Regions from separate parts of the Mus musculus genome. Here region 1 is linked to region 2. Evidence: chromatin contacts called from public Hi-C data. All regions are on one chromosome and are shown on one strand. The core of a region is the stretch at or near the end of the contact, and the rest is flanking DNA. Distances in the headings are between cores, read along the strand shown.

Region 1 (7,446 bases), core at 3,002-5,501, 37 kb before region 2:
ATCCCTAAGTCAGACAAGAGTCAAGCATTTTTCTTTGACTCTCAGGATTTCTCACAGCTTTCCTCTGGGCCTTCTCTCCCACCATCCTGTCATGACAACACTCTCTCTCTCTCTCTCTCTCTCTCTCTCTCTCTCTCTCTCTCTCTCTCTCTCTCTCTCTCTCTCTCCTCCCCCATCTCTGCACTGCCATGCCCCTTAAGCAGCTTCCCTTTCCTCCCTCTTTATTGAGAGCTGGGCAGATCTTATTCTGTCAAATCTTTCTCTGAGCCACCACGTGGGTGCTGAGAATTGAGCCCAGGTCCTCTGGAAGAGAATCTAGTGCTTTTAATCATTTGGCAATCTCTCCAGCCCTCGCCTTATTGTATGAGGCATATTTTGAGCTCTCACTAAACCTGAAGCTCACCAATTTGTCTAGACTAGCTGTTGAGCAGCCCCAGGGATGCTCTTATCTCTGCCTCTCCAACGCTGGGATAGCAGGTGTACACTATCATGGTTTTGTTGTTGTTTATTTGTTTTTGTTGTTTGTTTGTTTGTTTTCATGAATTCAGAGATATAAACTCAGGTCTTCATGCTTGTGTAGAAACCACTTTACCAACTGAGTTTGTTTTTTCCTTGTCCCTACAGTGAAAATGAAATCATAATGTATCAAATCTATCCATGTTGTTTTATATCATATAGAATAAAATCATGACTTTTCATTTAAAGGAAATCTTTCTCTGATTCATCACTTTGTCTACCATTCAATTAGACATCACTTTCAAACATGGCTGCTTCCTTCTACAAAGTAACTTTACCTTCATGACTAGTACTGTTAACTGGGACAAGATTCCTGCAGCTAGGAAGTCATAGGCCTGAAAGGAGAACCTACTACTAGTAGTCTACTAAGTGGACAGAGAGCACTAAACTTCTTTCTAAGTACTGAACATTACACCCTCAGCGAATCTCTCAATCCTCATGAGAGAAGCTTCTTTTTAAATAGATGGTAATTTGCAGAGACTCACTAATGATCCGTACATACAGAATAAGAGACCGGGAGTGCTCAGCTCTTAATAAGACAGCTATACTACATACTTCCTCTCAAGGCTCAGGGATTATTACAAAACAGGAAGTGGAGAGATCGTGAGAGCCAGAAGCAATGGATGACAGCCATGAGCCAGTGTTTTCTAGACATGACAGAGCTACCTCATTCTCAGCCTCTGTGACTGCAGACACCAGCACGCCCTCATTCTGAAAAGATTATTTCCATGGTGAATCCCAGCTGATATTTCTCTAAAGGAAAGCGTTTCAGGCTTTGTGAACTGTGCCCCTTATCACTTATCTTTATTCTGAGTAGCAAAAGAGCAGGATTGGGTCTGATAAAATTTATATTCAGAACCTGAAAGTAAGCCATAACTTGAGCAAAGCTCATGCTACAGATTGAGAGTGGAGAGGTAGGCAGCAGTTAGGAGGTAGATATAGAGACAGATAAAAATCTCTCCTGAAGGACCATAAGAAGCCAATTGTCAGGACATCTCCCCCACCCCACCCCACCCCCACCCCCACCCCCACCCCCACCCCCCCCACCCCACCCCCAGGAAGGGATACAGGGAATAAGAAGAACTTTTTGTTCTCAACTTTCTTGGGTTTTTTAAAATTTGGACTCCTGAAACCTTACTACTGATTCAAAAAAGAAAAAAAAGACAAATCAGTCATGAGGGTGGGGGGTGTAGCTCAGTGGTAGAGCATCTGCAAACCTTGGATTCCACCCTCATCAAAGAAAAGAGAAGAAAAGAAAAGGAAAGGAAGGAAAGGAAAGGAAAGGAAAGAAAAGAAAAGAAAAGAAAAGAAAAGAAAAGAAAAGAAAAGAAAAGAAAAGAAAAGAGGAAGGGAGGGGAGGAGAGGAGAAAAAAGAAAGGAAAAAGAGAAGAGAAGAGAAGAGAAGAGAAGAGAAGAGAAGAGAAGAGAAGAGAAGAGAAGAGAAGAGAGAAAAGAGAAGAAAAGAAAGGAAAGGAAAAAAAGGAAAGAAAAGAAAAGGAAAGAAAAGAAAAAAAAGAAAAGAAAAGAAAAGAAAAGAAAAGAAAAGAAAAGAAAAGAAAAGAGACCTCAATAAGGAAATTCTTCTTTCCCCTAGCTTCTCCATGCAAAGCAGACAGCAGGCTCCCCTGAGGACTTTACCTGGTTCCGCCAAGCTGGACCACACTCTGTCCAAAGCCTTTTGCATTCTCTTGGAAGGTCATGGGATGTTCAGTGTCCAGATTGAAGCCATGACACAAGGCTAGGGCTGGAAGGATAACGGAGAAGTAAGAGTCAAAGCAAAGGAACCAATATGGTTAAGAGAACAACACACATTTCCACCCGTGACCATTCCTGTCCACATTCATTGAAGCTCTGATGGTCCTGGGCAGGGATCCACAGTGTGGGATCTCTCTGTTATGTTTTTGAGACAGGATTGTATATAGTCCAGTCTGGCCTGGAACACTACAGTGTAACTGTGGATAACCTAGACCTCCTGGTCTTCCTGTCTCCCATTCTACCTCTCAAATGCTGGGGGTGCAGGGGTGGGCCACCACACAGAAATCCATCCTCTTTTTCTACAGAAGACCAGCTGGTTACACAGTGAGTTCCAGACCAGCAGGACTGCATAGTAAGACCATAGAGGAAAAGGTGGTGTTGGTGTGGTTGTTTCAAGACAAGGTTTCTTTGAGTAGCCCTGGATATCCTGGAACTATCTCTGTAGAACAGGATGGCCTCAAACTCTTAGAGATCCACCTGCCTCTGCCTCCCCAGTTCTGGGATTAAAGGTGTGTGCCATCACACCCAGCTTGAAGAGCTTTTCAAGACAGTGTCTCACACATCCTAGGCTGAAGACCATCTTAAGCTCCTGATTCTCCTGCCTCTACACCCCACCCCCAGGGTGCAGGAATTACAGGTGTACACTACTGTATCCAGTTTATCTGGTGCTAGGGATCAAATTGAGAGCTTTGTACATACTAGGCAAGCCCTGGGCTTCACCTCTATCTACCAAGTTTTCATCAAGGAATCTCAAACTGTAGCCCATTATCACAATTTTTGTGATACAGGTTTATCCAGGAGATGAATGAGACTCTTAAGGAGTGACATTTCACTTCACTGGGAGTAAAGCTAGCATCCTCTATCATTGATGGATGATAGATGTTTGTCTTTTAAGACAGGTAGCAAGAGTATTTAACCCACAGGCCAAATATGCTGACGCAGGCTCAAAGGCCTGCACAAATGCCTATGATGGGGTATGACCAGTCCCTTTCTAAGCCCACAATGGCCTCTTCCCCCACTGTCACAACCACAATGGTTTACACAACAAAGGGCTCAGTTAGAAATTTTCCTTCCTATGCAAGTTTCAAGTAGTTCCTTCCCTTCTTGACTCCCTCTCTACAAAAGTAGACATAAAAGGAAACAAAACAGTTTTTTTTTTTGATTATCAGTCATTCAACAAACATCCACACTAGGTTCTTGGTAATTAGAACGTAAGACTAAGGAGAAGTGGTATGTGTTGAAACACAGCCGGAAATGTATCCGCTGCGCTCCCTGGTGCAGCTCCTTCACCTCTCTGGATCCTGGTAGCCTGTCTGCCAAACAACCCTCACAGCATCGATGGATTTAGTCCTTCATCCATGCATCCCTAACTATTCCTCCTGCCTACCTCTGCTCTTTTTCTTTTGGAATCCTTTATCCTTCCCTAATGCCCTTTGCCTCTCCTCACCTAGCTCCTTCCTATTCCCTGACCTTTCTCTCCACTCACAGATCCAAAAGATCCCCCTCCCCTTTTGATACCCGCTACTGACTTCCACTAGCACTGCACACACCTGATGGATAGACCTGCATCCAGGTAAAACACCCACACACTCAATGATTCCCTTTTTTCAAAGAAATGCCAAGAGTTTGTCCAGCAAGGTGACTCAATTGGTAGAGGTGCTTGCCATTAAACACCGACCACCTGAGTTCAAGTCTCGGTATCCACATTCCCTAAAACCTTTGATCTCTCCCCACCTACTCCTTCCTATGACCTTCCTCTCCATTCATAGATCCAAGAGATCCCCTCCTTTCCAATCTGAGGACCCCCTTCTCCCCACCCTGAGGATCCCCCAAGACCCCGCCGACATACCTGTGACCAGAAGAGCTTTAAGAGTCATGACTTAAAGGAACAAGGCCCTGAAAGAAGTGTGAACTGTGGTATTTCAGGCACCACAGACACTTTGAGGAAGCCACCAAGGCCAGGAGGGAGGGGTAAAAACAGAGAAGTATGAGGAAAAAGCTATGAGAGACTCAAAGAAAGAGGGCGGAGGCTCTACAAGCACCCAGCCCTCTGTAGCCTTCCTCCGGGAGAAAACAGTCCCTGATGCCGTTTCCTGGCCCGAACCATCAGGGTTACACCCAAAGGTGCCATCTGACACCCGTCTACCTCTGGGATAGCTCAAATATTATGGAAAAAAAAAAAAAAAGCTAAGTAGTAGGCTCAGTGTTTCGGATCAGGCTGGTCTCCCAGGGGACCCACATCTTGCTCCCAGTACCCACATGGAGGCTCAGAAACTGTCTATAACTCCAGTCCCAGGGCATCTGGTGCTCCCTTCAGCACTCATGCACAGACAAACATGCAGGGAAAACACCCACATACATACGGCATAACAAATCTCTTCAAAAAGAAAAAACAGCCAAGAGTTGGTCCAGCTAGGTGACTCAGTTGGTAAAGGTGTTTGCCACTAAGCGCTGACCACCTGTGTCCAATCCCCAGTTTCCATACGGTTGAAGAAAAGAACCAGCTCCTCCCAGCTCTCCTCTGATCTCTCCATCCACGCCATGGTACATGCGCACACATACCCAAAGAGGAAAGAAACCATCGGCGTCTAGCCATAGTGTGGTGCTCTATATAATTCATGAAAGTATTTTGAAAACAGAACTTGATGTTATTATACACAGTGGAACTGAAGGATGTATTGGGAGATATTTAACCATTCCTGCCTTGCTGCATGTGGAGTCTACTCGAAGTTCTTGTTCTTAAAAAACAGTGGTTTCTCGTACTTACCTGGCAGGGGAGACACTATGATCAGGAAGGTAGTTTTCCCAAGCGAGGCACACCCATTGCACTTGGAATGTGCTGACCCGTGATTTTCCCAAATCTAGGATACTCGACTACGTGACTTATGGTATGGGGCACTGTGTACATTTCCCTTGGCTGAGAAAAAAAGTGGTTTCTTTACTCTCTGGGTTGTGTTTTGTTTTGTTTTGTTTTGTTTTTGTCTTGTTTACATCTACTTATTTATTTGGTGCGTGTGTGTGTGTGTGTGTGTGTGTGTGTGTGTGTGTGTGTGTGAATGCTTGTGGGTTTCAACTGTGTAAGTATGAAGGTCAGAGCACAGCTTGCTGGAGTCAGTTTTCTTCTTCCACCATGCAGGTCTCAGGGATCAAGGTCAGGTCCTCAGGCTTGGTGACAAAGCACCTTTACCTGCCACCTCGTGGACCTTGTTCTCTACATTATCAATGTGTTGTCCAAGCTGATCTTGAGCTCACTGACTCAGTCATCCTCCTGCCTCAACCTCCCCAGCCATAGACCTACAGGCATGCACCCAGGCCTGGCTTCCTTCTCTTCATCTTGACACATTTTCTATTGTTCCTAGTTATATTTTACAATAGTCGACGGAAGTAGATGTTTACCTGCTGGAAAATAGATAAATAAAATTCTATATACTTTGTTTCAAAGTTATTACATGCACACTCAGACACACACACATGTGGGGCAAGTGGAACCATGCCACCAGACAGAAGAACTGGTAAGACTGAGTTCAAATCCTTGAATCTCCAGAACCCATGTGAATTGTAGGAGTGGGCTCAACTCCCTGCCTAATTCTACCTGCTCTGGAACGCATAACCATGACACCCCACTGAGAGCCATGGTAGCCAGTCATACAGCATAAAAACCCTGGAGTTCTCCATGCTAATGAGGAATCTACATAGGCCCCAGTGTTCAGCCAATGAGCTTCCCTTCCTGGGCAGTCCTTCCCACAAGAGATATTTAATCCCTGTCTCACCCTGAGTAAGGTGCATGCATTCACATCTGCCATCTAATAAAGCAGTTGGAACAAGGACCACGTTTTCATTAAGGATGGGGGGTAGGGGTGTTAAAGAGCCATGCCTAGAGAAGGCGAGAGGACCTTCTCTCTCCCAGCCCCTCCGCACTCTCGTGGCACTCACTCAGAATCAAACTGGGCTCCCAGACTCTAGTGTTTGCCTCAACCGGGGACTTCATTCTGCCTCACCTGGGCGAGCAGCACTCCAGCAGTGCTCCAGGCACCCCTGAGGCAAGGCAGCGGAGCAGCCCAGCCTGGCAACACAGAGGCTGAGCAGGTAGCTCAGTGAGTTAAGTGCCTGCTCCACAGGTATAAAGGCCGGAGTTGGGATCTCCAGAACCCATGTGAAGGATGAGTGTGGTAACACCTCTCTTAACCGCAGCACGGAGGACAGACTGCGGCTCACTGCGGCTCACTGCGGCTCACTGCGGCTCACTGCGGCTCACTGCGGCTCACTGCGGCTCACTGCGGCTCACTGCGGCTCACTGGCCAACCAGTCTAGCTGATCAATGAACTTCCACACTCAGTGAAGACCCTGTTTCAAAAAAGTAGAGAATGATAGAGGAAAACACCTGACAACTCCAACCTCTGACCTAAGCATGAATACACATGCATGGTGTGTAAATACACACACACATATATGAAGACACCCATGCAAAGACATACATATACCACATACACACATACACCAAAAAATTAAAATGTAATGTGACACATATCTATAGTCTCAGCATTCAGAGGCTGATGCAGGAGGATTACTATGAATTCAAGATTGACCTAGGATATAAATTAAGACATTACCTCAATATATATATATATGTGTGTGTATATATGTGTGTGTATGTGTGTGTGTATGTGTATGTAGGTGTATATATATATATGTATATATATATGTGTGTGTGTGTGTGTGTATGTATATATATATATATATATATATATATATATACATATGTGTGTGTGTGTATGTGTGTGTGTGTGTGTGTGTATGTAGGTGTATGTATGTATGTATGTATGTATGTATGTATATATCTCCCAATGGGTGGCCTGACACCCATGCTCATATGGAAAGCACTAATTGAACATTCGGGATTATTTCTAGCAAAGAAAGACATGAAGTTAATGTGGTGTCTTAGATGGGGGACTGTTGCTATGATAAATACCATGACCAAAATCAGCTTGAGAGGAAAGTGTTTATTTGTCAGAACAGGAACTCAGACAGGGCAGGAACCTGAACTACTTACTCAGCCTGCATTCTCATAGAACCCAGAACCAGCCGGGCAGTGGTGGCGCATGCCTTTAATCCCAGCACCTGGGAGGCAGAGGCAGGCAGATTTCTTAGCACAGAGTTCAAGGCCAGCTTCGTCTA
Region 2 (7,145 bases), core at 1,572-4,071:
TCTGTGGTCTTCACTTTTCAACGCCTACTTCTAATGATGGTTCTTAAATGTTTCAACCTCCCTTCTAGCCCACCACCCACCAGAGCTAGAGGGAAAGAAAGGCTACAGGGGAAATAGACCTGTTTAGAAATGGTTCTTTGGAGCAAATCCTATCTGTGTCGAAGGGAAATCAGCAGTTCAGTTCACAGGATTCTGCAGCAGCAGCTCCATCCACTCACAAACACTTCACTAATGTACTAGGCAGCCCAGTATGGTGGAGTTGGGATAGCAAACATGGATCAGCAGCGGTGGCACAACCTAGCAGAGACAGCCAGGCCTCAGCTGAATCGGCACGGGTCAGCAGGAAAGATTAGGAACATCAAGGATCCCAGAAGTTCTTTGCCCTGCCTCTCTCAATGAAGCGAAGACTTGAGACCAAGAAGCTTGAAAAGCTAGCTATGCCAGCAGGCCCAGCCAAGCCTCCTTCACTGTCGGTAGAGTCCTCCAAACATCACACATCCTCCACAGGCCTTGCCTTGCCTCAGCACGTGAGTACCAAAACTCCACATGTGTCTATATCTGCCGACATCACTCTGCCAATCAGCTGAGTCAGAGAAGCAGCAAGAAGCTGCCCCCACATCACCAGAATTTTTTGATGCATTTCTCTCTATGGAGTCCAGACAAATGCAGTTCAAGTACAAAATGTAAGCCAAATCAATACATGCATGCTGCTAGCAAAGAATCCTTCATCATGAGTCCTTTCTTTCATGTGCTTGCTTTAGCAAAACAGCCTTTCACCTGTATCTTAGTCAGGGTTTATATTCCTGGACAAAACATCATGACCAAGGAGCAAGTTGGGGAGGAAAGGGTTTATTCAGCTTACACCTCCAAACCACTGTTCATTACTAAAGGAAATCAGGACTGAAACTCAAGCAGATCAGGAAACAGGAGCTGATGCAGAGGCCATGGAGGGATGTTTCTTACTGGCTTGCTTCCCCTGGCTTGCTCAGCTTATGTTCTTATAGAACCCGAGACTACTAGCCCAGGGATGGCATCACCCACAAGAGGCCCTCCCTACTTGATCACTGTCTTAGTCAGCATTTCTATTCCTGCACAAACATCATGACCAAGAAGCAGTTGGGGAGGAAAGGGTTTATTCGGCTTACACTTCCATACTGCTGTTCATCACCAAAGAAGTCAGGACTGGAACTCAAGCAGGTCAGGAAGCAGGAGCTGATGCAGAGGCCATGGAGGGATGTTCCTTACTGGCTTGCTTCCCATGGCTTCCTCAGCCTGCTCTCTTATAGAACCAAGACTACCAGCCCAGAGATTGTCCCACCCACAAGGGGCCTGAAACCCTTGATCACTAATTGAGACAATACCCCACAGCTGGATCTCATGGAGGCATTTCCCCAACTGAAGCTCCTTTCTCTGTGATAACTCCAGCTGTGTCAAGTTGACACAAAACTAGCCAGTACAATCACTAATTGAGCAAATGCCTTACAGCTGGATCTCCTGGAGGCATTTCCCCAATTGAAGCTCCTTTTTCTGTAGTAACTCCAGCCTATGTCAAGTTGACACACAAAACCAGCCAGTTCAACCTGTCTCTGCTTCAGCTAAACACTCCTTCACATTGTCTGCTTTAGCAAAACACCATCCGACACAACTGACTTTCCAAAGAAACCAGAAGTTGCCACTTCATGTCTCCTTAGGTTTGTAAAATAGTTTACACCATGTACTTTCGGTAGTCTCCAAGCTCACAGGAGAGGCTTCCACGACTGTCGGTGTTGTCAAATCAGAAAACCTACTCCAGATGCTTTAAAGACTCATCCCTGTACTTCTGTTGCTCTACAACTATTTCTGGTACCAAAATCTGTATTAGCCAGGGTTCTCTAGAGGAACAGAACTTAGAGAGAGAGAGGCAGAGACAGACAGACAGAGAAAGGGGAGAGTTATATAATATATACATATGCATATGCATATATACATATACACATATATACATATACACATATACACATATACACATATACACATATACATATATACATATATGGGCCAACTAATCCAACAATGGCTGCCTATAAACAGAAGGTCAAAGAATCCAGTAGTTGTTCAGCCTGTGAGGCTGGATGTCTCAGCTGGCCTTACATATACACTGGAATCCCAAAGAAGGAGGCTCTCTCTAATGCCAGTGAAGGGATGGGCTGACTTGTGATATTAGAGCAAGCAGACAGAGAGCAAGCTTCCTCCTTCCATGTCCTTACGTAGGCTTCCTGCAGAAGGCGTGGCCCAGATTAGAGGTGGGTTTTCCAAACTCAAAAGATCTGGAATAAAGGAGTGTCTTCCTACCTTATACATCCAGATTAAAAATGAAACTTCCCACTTCAAATTAAGAAAAAGTCTCTCACAGGCATGCCCCTCTATTTTTGGGTTTTAGTTAATTCCAGATGTAATCAAGTTGACAACCAAGAATAGCCATCACAGTTTGAGGCTAGCCTGAGCTACATGAAATCCTGAGTCCAGAAAAAAGGAACAAAGAAAGGATTCATTTTTAAGATGGCTCCTACTATTTGTTTTACAACATTTTGTGGTGGTTTACAGGGGAAACTGAAGTGTTTATACAATGAGAGCTATTCCTATCTTCTTATCTATTCCCGGGTGGTAGGTAATGTGCCTGGTATGTACAAGGCCCTGGGTTCATCCCCAGCACCATCACACACACACACACACACACACACACACACACACACAAAAGAGCCTATCCGCCATTGGGGTCTTAAGCAATTGAACACGTGGAGCATGTGGGTGTCTCCTGACTCATAAGTTTCCTCTTAAGAAACTCACCTCCACCCCAGCCTTGCAAAATCCTGCATTCAAGTCCAGGCATGATAGTGCATGCCTTTAGTTTCTTGAGAGGAAGAGGTAGTTTAGTTGAATATCTATGAGCCCAAGGTCAGCCTGGTCTCCACAGTGAGACACTGTCTTTAAAAAAATGATAATAGTAAAATAATAATTAATAAAACGAGGCATGCTAACACATGCCTATTGTCCTACCACTTAGCAGGTAGAGGCCAAAAGAATCCAGAGTTCTCAGCCACCTTCAACTACATAGCAAGTTTGAGGCCAGACTAGGCTATATAAAGTTTGAGGCCAGCCCTGTCTCAAAAGAAAAAGGAGGGGGTGGAGTGGGCTAGAGAGATGACTCAATGATTAAGAGTGCTGGCTACTCTTGCAGAGGGCCGGATTCTTTTCCCACACCGATATGGTGGGTGACTCACAAGCATCCATAACTCCAGACCCAGGGGAGCACAGTGCCTTCTTCTGCCCTCTGTCACATGGTACCATACGTACATGCAGGCAAATCCTGGTCCACACAAAAGAAAACAAGCCAATCTCTACAGTGGGGAGGGGAGAAGGAACTTTCAGAAACAATGAATCTTCCAAGTGAGTTGAGTGACATTGATAGAGGTAGCCCGCACTCAGGACTCAGGAGTCCCGCCCAAGGAGCAGGAATCCATAATGCAAAGAACAGTGTGGGCCATGCTGCTCCCAGAAACCATATGTTTTTACATGAAAATCCCAATACCAACTGTTGGATATCTCCATCGCAGTAGGCCAGGGCACTCCCAGAGGATGCTGTTGCTAAAGATGCCACACACTTTGTATCCAGGACACAGAGGATTCAGCCTAGACCTGAGCTGGAGCTTCTTCTGAGGTGGCTTTAACAGTCCCACAGGCAGACTGCTGGGAGAGAAAAGCCATCAGTGGTCACCACTGTGATTAGATCTGAAGCCACGCGACTACATGCCTGGTACCGTGAAACTGCTCAGAAGATTACGGATGAGGAAGTCACACCCAAACCGAGGACCTACAACACGCTCTGCTTAATGAACACTTGTTGAACTTCTTGCTAAATGTTTATGTTTGCACCCATATATTATTGATAAGAGAAGCTCCTTTTTTGCAGAGGGAGATCGTTAATGCTGAGACTCATACGAGATCTCAGTGCTGGGGACGAGTGACTCTTGAGTCCACATCCCTAAGTGGACATCATCTATAACACTCTCAAAGGCTTAGAAAGCACTCAAGTGAGGGAGCAAAAAAGATCACAAGAGCTGGAGGCCCGGGAAGACAGCTGTAAATCTCTGACATCTGGACGTGAGGGTGTGATGGCTATTCTTGTCTGTCAACTTGACTACATCTAGAATGAACTATAATCCAGAAATGGAAGGTACACCTGTGAGGGATTGTTTTTGCTTGCGTAAATCCATTTCTAGTCCAAACCATCGAGGTAGAAAGGCACGCACCTATGATCTAAATCTTGAGGTAGGAAGATGCACCTTTAATCCATACCACACCTTCTTCTGGAAGCCTACGTAAGGACCTAGAAGAAGGAAGCTTTTGCCTTTTGCTTATTTTCCACCACCTAGAAAGCAAGTCCATTCCTTCACTAACACAGAAGCCTACTTCTTTGGGATTCCAGCATATACTGAAGACCAAGTGAGACTCAGAATGTGGACGGAGCACTACTGGATTATTGGACTTTCCATTCACAGCCAAGACTAGCTGGACTGCAGCCTGTAAGTCATTCCAACAAGGGGTGTGTGTGTCTGACTCCCCCCAAAATAGCTGTAGCCATTTTGTTCCATGCCTGCCAGATATTTCACATTGTTGCTGTAACATGCCTGCCAGATGTCACTGACACAGAGAAGTGACTCGGATCAAGGACATGCTGACCACATTCCCTGTTCTGTATGAGGTTTGCTAATCTTAAGAAAGTCCACAAAGCTTTACGGAGGACCCATCGAATCAAAGGTCAATATGAACTGTTATGTCTAAAATATCTTGATTCAGAACTGATCACTGGGCAGCCCTTCCTGCTCTATGGTTTTTGTGGCTGACACTGAAAAATGCTACTAATAAGCCAAAAACTTGTAATACTATGAACAACTTTGCGGAGATAGTTCTGTCCCTCCACCTTCTCACAGCATGGGAGTTACTTTTCTGTTGCTGTAGTAAAATATCATGGTCAAAAACCTTACAGGAGAAAACACTTAAGCGGGATAGGAATCATGAAGGCCCAGAAGTCATGGAAACAGCAGGGCAAGCATGGTGACAGGAGCATGTGCGACCACATTTTCATCTGCACAGGTGTCAGGACAGGAAGCGAAGGAGGGCTTTAAAATTTCAAACCTTGCCCCTCCTTTGACATACTTTCTTCAACATGGCGCCACATAGGTTCCAGAACCGCCCAAAACAGCGCCATCTACTGGGGAGTAGGTGTATTTTCATGAACACATGAAGTCTATTGCTTAGTCAAACTGCAAGTGGGCTCTGGGGATTAAACTCAAGTCACCAAGCTTGTATGGCAAAGAGCCTTTACCCACTGAGCCGCCTCGATGACTCCTCTAAAAAGAGTTATTTTCATTAAGAACAGTTTTTCTTTTATTTTTAAGATTATAGTTACATAATTCCTCCTTTCCCTTTCCTTCCTCCAAATTCTTCTGTATATGCGTGTGTGTGTGTGTGTGTGTGTGTGTGTGTGTGTGTCCTGTTCAGTCTGTATAATGTTACTTGTATGTACATATTTTCAAGGCTGACCATTTGGTATTGGATGACGTATTGGATTGCTCCTCCCTGGAGAAGACTATTTCTCCCACTTTCAGCATGCCTTATGTGGTGGTTTGAATATGCTTGGCCCAAGGAGTGGCACTATTAGGAGGTGTGGCCTTGTTGGAGTAAGTACAGCCTGTAATATTCAAAATAAATTCAAGACTGCCCAGTACCTTCCCCCTTCAAAAGGACTTTCCAAACTATACTAGCAGGCCAAGTACAGACCCAGATAAAAAGTCGGCTGACTAAACAAATATAGAAACATAGTTTTAATGGTCAAAATGACTAAGCTTACAGCTGCCAGAACAAGATTAACAATTCCCCTGCCCTGCCTCACACTAAAAACCACAAGGACAGACAAAATGAGAGTCACCCTATACAAACCAACCAATGCCTAAGGTTATTTGCTACACCAATTAAAATAAGCCAAACTACCCTGGTGCCTAAATCTTCCCCTTACAAAGGTATAAAAAGTGTGTTCCCTCTTTGTTCTGGGTCTCTCCTCCAGTCTGCGTGCTGAGAGAGGGTTCCCCAACATGTTGGATAAGTAAAATCCTCATGTGTTTTGCAACGATGGCAGTCTCTGTGGTCTTTGTGAGTAAGGGTCTCTTGACAACCTATAACAAGCCTTGTTGGAGAAAGTGTGTCACTGTGAGGGTGGACTTTGAGACCCTCCTCCTAGCCGCCTGGGTGACAGTCTCTCCTGGCTGCAATTGAATCAAGATACAGAACTCTCAGCTCCTCCAGTCCCATGGATGCTGCCATGCATCCTGCCACGATGACAATGGACTGAAACTCAGAACCTGTAAGTCAGACCAATTAAATATTGTCCTTTACAGGAGTTGCCTTGGTCATGGTGCCTCTTCACAGCAATGGGAACCCTAACTAAGATGCTTTGTGTGCAGTTGAGGCCTTGCGTGCTTTCTCCCGTCCACTTCTGCACATCTATTGCTGTCCTTGTTCAGCTCATAATTTAGCCAGCCAGGTTAGTGAGAATATGGGTGCAGCTTCTGACATTTCTAGGAGACCTAATCTCACAGCAAACTCCCTGATCTTCTGGTTCTTACAATTTTTCTGCCTCCTCTTCCTAAAAATTCCCTGAACCTTAAGTATGGGAGTTGTTTTATAGATGTATCTGTCTGGACTCCAAGGTATGTATGCTACTACTAGACTGCACCTTAGTGTTATCTTGCATGCTGGTCATTGTTGTAGTTCATAGACATTATAACTGTATAGGGCTGTTGGCTTCCTCCCTCCTTTGAGATGGGGTATTCAGATCAGAAACGGGCATGGTGGCGCATGCCTTTAATCCCAGCACTTGGGAGGCAGAGGCAGGCGGATTTCTGAGTTCGAGGCCAGCCTGGTCTACAAAGTGAGTTCCAGGACAGCCAGGGGAACACAGAAAAACCCTGCCTCAAAAAACCAAACCAAAAAAAACAAAAACAAAAACAGATCAGTTCCAACTCAGAGACTTCTGGGTGGTAGCTGAACTGGTCAGCCTACCAGCTCTCCTGCACCCACACCACCAGGGCAAGCTCTCCAGCACTGCC

Evidence for each region. A called contact is a pair of places that touch in the nucleus more often than the background predicts.
Region 1: a contact with region 2 is called in a Hi-C map of erythroblasts, with 2.2 times the contacts expected there. The contact joins the promoter of Itgam here to the enhancer-like site in region 2. A contact is called at or near these places in 4 of 39 promoter capture datasets (the C10 cell line, liver, macrophages and 1 more), 1 of 15 datasets of contacts at CTCF or cohesin (CD8 T cells), 10 of 484 Hi-C or Micro-C datasets (CD4 T cells, the G1E-ER4 cell line, Sertoli cells and 6 more), 9 of 115 datasets of contacts at active chromatin or transcription factors (the HPC-7 cell line, the SCID.adh cell line, bone marrow-derived macrophages and 4 more) and 3 of 9 other capture datasets (adipose tissue, liver and pancreatic islet).

What each region holds. Positions count from the first base shown.
Region 1 is chr7:128,059,445-128,066,890 of GRCm38.p6, reverse strand. Itgam (integrin alpha M) reads right to left here and starts at 4,251. Exons shown (of 30, transcript NM_001082960.1): 1 at 4,121-4,251; 2 at 2,155-2,260. The coding sequence starts at 4,148. It also overlaps the pseudogene Gm22809.
Region 2 is chr7:128,021,252-128,028,396 of GRCm38.p6, reverse strand. No RefSeq gene overlaps it. Among named protein-coding and RNA genes, the nearest start is that of Trim72, 20 kb to the right of the region's middle. Within about 2 kb of position 2,821, at least 58 of the 459 cell types and tissues checked have an H3K27ac peak or open chromatin away from gene starts, as enhancers often do. A contact at or near this core is called in erythroblasts, female germline stem cells, myocytes and 1 more, where this site is marked.